Linked DNA regions of Macaca mulatta: region 2 is linked to region 1. A link is a contact called in public Hi-C data. All regions are on one chromosome and are shown on one strand. The core of a region is the stretch at or near the end of the contact, and the rest is flanking DNA. Distances in the headings are between cores, read along the strand shown. Region 1 holds the start of EXOG (exo/endonuclease G). Region 2 holds the start of SCN5A (sodium voltage-gated channel alpha subunit 5).

Evidence for each region. A called contact is a pair of places that touch in the nucleus more often than the background predicts.
Region 2: a Hi-C map of fetal cortex germinal zone shows a contact between it and region 1, with 2.5 times the contacts expected there. The contact joins the promoter of SCN5A here to the promoter of EXOG in region 1. A contact is called at or near these places in 3 of 14 Hi-C or Micro-C datasets (cortical neurons, fetal cortex germinal zone and liver).

What each region holds. Positions count from the first base shown.
Region 1 is chr2:100,786,166-100,788,865 of T2T-MMU8v2.0, forward strand. It overlaps EXOG (exo/endonuclease G), which reads left to right and starts at 1,252. Exons shown (of 5, transcript XM_077992183.1): 1 at 1,252-1,437. The coding sequence starts at 1,275.
Region 2 is chr2:100,939,297-100,941,996 of T2T-MMU8v2.0, forward strand. SCN5A (sodium voltage-gated channel alpha subunit 5) reads right to left here and starts at 1,438. Exons shown (of 27, transcript XM_077992192.1): 1 at 1,238-1,438.

The DNA.
Region 1 (2,700 bases), core at 2-2,501:
TTGGCCAGGCTGGTCTCAAATTCCTGACCTCAGGTGATCCTCCAGTCTCGGCCCCTCAAAATGCTGGGATTACAGGCATGAGCCACTGTGCCTGGCCCAGTGCCAGAGTTTCACATCACAGCTTTGCTACCCAGAGAGAGTACTAGATCCAAAATCCCTAGGAAGGACTCTGGTTGATGTAGCTTAACCAGTCAGGGTCCTTCACAACAGGTATTCCTAGCAAGGGGGTAACTTCCCATTTGAGGCTGTCAAAATAATGTGCATACTTCAGTAGGTTGTTAGAAGTGGCCTCCTGGTCAGTGAATCATCAGTGGGATCAGATGAAAGTTATTCCTACCAGTTTTCTAAGAAATAGGAAACTTGAAAGTTCTACTAAGAACTAAGTCCACACGGAATGCTGGAGATTGTGCTGCAAAATGAACTCATTTATTTGTGAGTGGTAGTCCATGAAATCTATCTATCCTTTCTTTGCCAGCAGGCATTCAGCAATCTGGATTTTATATTCTATCAAGACAAAGAGTAGAGATGACTCAAACATTTCTAACATTTACAGAGCACTTAACGACATGCCCCTGGTACTTCCCTAAACATTTTACATGTGTCATCTCCTTTAATCGTCACAAGAACGCTATGGTCTAAGTATTGTTATTCCAATTTAAAAGAGAAGGTTGGGGACAGTGACTCACACCTGGACTTACAGCACTTTGGGAGGCCGAGGCAGGAAGATTGCTTGAGGCCAGAAGTTGGATACCAGCCTGGGCAGCATAAGGAGATCCCCTTCTCTACTCCCCCACTCCTGCCAAAAAAATTAGCCAGGCAGTGTGGCACGTGCCTGTAGTCCCAGCTACTCAGGAGGCTGAGGCAGGAGGATCGCTTGAGCCAAGGAGTTCGAGATCGCAATGAGCTATGATCATTCCACTGTACTGCAGCCTGGGTAACAGAGACCCTGTCGCTAAAAAAATAAATAAATAGACCTGAGTTGGAATATCGGCTCTGGAGACCTTAGTGTAACCATATGCAAGTGTTTACTCGCTGTTAAATGGGACTAAAGGCATTTTCTTCTCAAGACTATACATAGCACACCACTAAACCGTCTAGACATCGTATTCCCCATCCATCGCCCCGCCCAGTGGACCAGGGATGAAGCGGGGATGCGCCAGGGCATCCAGGTTTGTCACCAGGGGGCGTACGAGGCCCTCAGTTTGGCGGGCGGCGGGACGGGGGCCGGCCTGCGCGCGCATGCGCCGTGATAAAAGGCCGGTACCTCGGGCAAGATGGCTACCAAGAGTATCGCTTCCCGCCTCCGGGGCTCCCGGCGTTTTCTGAGTGGCTTCGTGGCCGGGGCTGTAGTGGGCGCTGCGGGAGCTGGGCTCACGGCCCTGCAGTTCTTCCGGAGTCAGGGCGCTGAGGGAGCGTTGACAGGGAAGCAGCCGGATGGTAAGTCTGTGGGCCCGTCCTCCCTTCCCTGGCCCAGGTTTCAGGCTCCGACTCCTACCTGGAATGTGAATGGCAGTGCTTGACGGACAGCCTTCACCGTTTGCTGGGCCCCGAACCCGGCCCTTGGTTTCTGACCTTTTTTCTCCCGGCTCGGCCTCCTTTCCCCACGTCGCGTCTGGCCGGCTTCCCTCATGTCCTTCCTTACCCCGGGCATCTTAGTTTTCTTCACAGAGCCACCCCCGCCAGACTTTCTTCCCCCAAATTACTCATCGCGATATCTATGTTTTAATAAAAGTCTGTGTCCTCCACTAAGATTGTTAGCTCCGTAAGACTTGAGACTATGTCTGTTTTGGTCTCCATCATCTAACCAGCACAGTACCTGGTACATAATTGGCATTCAGTAAGTATGAATGAAGGAATAAATTAATACATAGTTTTAGTAGATTAGTTAACTGCCCTTCTTTCGTCATTGTTCAGTTGAAGAATACCTGCTATCTCTCCAAAGTGTATAAAAACTCATGTTGCAATGAGTACCTTACATTTGACCAAAAAAAAAAAAAAAAAATTAAGACGTGCTCATTTCTTACACTTTGTGGATGTGCCAATTTAACTTGCTCCTTTGGATACTTGGCATCTAGCAAGAGAACTACCCCCTTGGTGGGTTGAGGATTTGAGAAGGCATCAGGGGAGGATTATCTCGAAACCGACTCACTATTGATTGTGTGCTTGGTTTCTCCCACTCGGAAAAACAGTACCAGTTTTACTGTCATCTTGCAACAGCACACATATCAGTGCTTCAGAGATGATTTGGAAATTTGATGTGAAAGACTAGTAAGATCAAGTCTTTATTCAAAAGTTAACGCTGTAGCTGCAGTTTATTCATTGATTATAGGCAAATCCGTACTTTGTCTACTATTTTCTTCATCTCATAGTTGCAAAAATGAGATTTTCTCGTTGATTAGACTTTTGAGCCAGTCCTTTGTAAATCACACCGCTCTCCTTTTCCTTATAATCTTTTGTTCTTAAGAGCCACTAATTGTGTGTTTGTGTTTTTGTTTTGTTTTGTTTTGTTTTCACTTTTAGGATCTGCGGAAAAGGCTGTCTTGGAACAATTTGGATTCCCTTTAACTGGAACAGAGACAAGGTGTTACACTAATCACGCTTTGTCTTATGATCAGGCAAAGCGGGTGCCTAGATGGGTTCTTGAACATATTTCCAAAAGCAAGATAATGGGTAGGTGGTTGGACAAAAAAATTGAAGTGA
Region 2 (2,700 bases), core at 188-2,687, 150 kb after region 1:
CTCTGCTGCTCAGGGTCCCACTAGATCCTGAAGGATGGTTGGAACTTGGGAGAGGGCTTTGGATGCCATGGCATGGTGGGGGTCACGTGGTGTGACTGTCGGGATGATACTGCCTAGGCTCACTGGGAGAGACACCTGGGGTCTCAGCAGGAGGCAAGCAGATGCCTGGGAATGGAACATAGGCCCAGGACCTTAAGAGGAGATAGATCCCATGGCCCGGGGCTCGGCTGAAGGCACTAAGGAGCACAAGAGTGAGTCCTGCACTATCTTAGCCATGGCGTCCTGATCTGGCTGTGCGCTGCTCTCCAACAGGTGTTTGCAAGTCAGGCCTACAGCCAGCGACTTGTCCCCAACATCATTTCCCCCCATCCTCATCACCACCACTAACAGTGCCCACACCTCTGGCCCCCACCAGCCCTTGGCGTCTCGGACAAGGCTTGACACCTCTACTTTCTTCCAGGGCGCCACCAAAGACGATCAAATAACACAGAGGTCAAGAGCCACCTCCCATCAGGGTGCGTGGATCTGTCCGGCTCAGAGAGAGGGGGGCAGAGAACTCTCTCCAATCTCAGCGCACAGAGATCTCTACCCCTTCGAGAAGCACAGAGATCAGATAGAGGAGATGTGGCCCCTTTAGGGCGTCAAAGGGCACCGAGATCTCTACGTGGTCTAAGCGCGCAGAGATCTCGTCCCACAGAGAGGACAGCCCCAGCGGACGGTTCCCCCTGGGCCCAGAGAAAGGGGGTGCGTGGCTTCCTCCCCCATATCCAGCCCTGCTCAGTCAGCCCCCGCAGCTCCCGCTCTCTGAAACCACATTCACTGCGCGCCCAGTCGCCGCTCTGACCTTGGGGTCTCCGGCCTCCGGAATCCGGGTCCCAATCCCAGACCCTCCCCGAGCCTGCGCCAGGGATGACCGGGAAGCTGGGGCCGCAGCTCCCCCTCCCCCGGCCCTCGACAGCGCACCGGGAAACCCGGAAGGAAAGAGAAGGGAAGGGGGGCGCACGGTGATTAGAGACGTCTCCCCCGGGGATCCCCTCCAGCCGGGCGGATCTGCGCCCCTTCTCCCCCTCCGTTTCTCTGGGGCACTGATCGGGGAGGGAGCGGCTGGGTGGACCCGGGCAGGGGAGGAGCACGCTGGGGCTGGAGGCTTCGGCCCTCGGGGAGGAAAGTTGGGCGGCGGCAGGCGGAGGGGGCTCCGGCCGGGCCAGGGCTGCCGGGCGCGGGGGCGCTCGCTCACCTGCTGGTCCCCCGGCCCGGCCCCGGGGTGGGCGGCTGCTGCTCGGCGCGGACTCGGCTCGGCGCGGGGCTCGGGGCACTGGGCGCAGGCTCAGTGGCCCCGGGGGAGCGATCCCCGCATCCTACGGGCGCCGCCGCCGTCTCGGCTCCGCGGCTCGGTTCGGGCTCCCGGGCTGGGCAGGCGGCGCGCGGGCTCGGGTTGGGGGCGGGGTCGGGGGCGGGGTCGGGGCGGGCCCCGCCTGGGCTCGGCCTGGGGCTTGGGGCCCCGGGCTGGCTCCGCCCCAGAGCGACGCGCCCGAGGCTCCGCACGTGGCGCTCCGCCCGCTCGGAGGTGGGGGATACACCGGCTCCCGCCGGGGTACACACTCCCACACTGACCCGGGGGCGCACAGCCACAGACAACCGCCCACGCGGCCGCGGACAGACAGACACAGGCGGGGGTACACACACGCCGACCCGGGGACGCTTTGCCACAGATGGCCACCCACGCGGACGCGGACAGACACACATTAACAAACACTGGCATATACACCAGCACACGCCGGAGTACACACACACACACACACACACACACACACACACACACACAACCTTGCTGACTTGGAAAGGCTACATCAGACACCCACCCACCCACGTGGACATGGGCGTATACTGACACTCATGCCGAGACAGACACACGCTGCCATAGGCATACCTGCACTGACACAGACACACACATGCACCCTGAGACAGATACACACCCCCACACACCCACACAGACCCAGACAGACACATCATTGACACACACTGACACTGAGGAAGACACTCTGACAAACTTAGACACCCACATGACTTAGACACACATCCACTGACACACTGACACAGAGACACACACACTCACTCGAACCACACTTTCCTGGAGACACACTTAGTGATGCCACAGAAATCTGCACAACGGTACACACTACCTGAACATACTGACGCACATGCTCACAGAACCAAACACACACCCAGACCCAGAAGGAAGCAGGCAACCAACACAGAGACACCCACACGCGCACACACAAACACACACACACATATATACATGTATACACACATATATGTATGTATATGTGTGCCTGGAGTCACATACCCACACACCAACTGTTTCTCACTCAGAGACATGGTCACAGGCACACACACACGGAGACATATGCTGACAAACAGTTGCTCACACGCCCATGCCCAGGACCTATGGGGACACACTTCTTGTTTAAACAAAACAGGCCATCAGGGCAACCCGCTTGGGTCCCCTTCCACGCTGTAGAAGCTTTGTTCTTTCCCTCTTCACAATAAATCTTGCTGCTTCTCAAAACAACAACAACAACAACAAAAACAAAACACAAACAAAACAAAACAGGTCATCAGCTTTTGCCCACAGATCACTACAGTCATTGGTAGTGATGGTACACTTTTCTGCCACATTTTCAGGGCTCCCAGAAG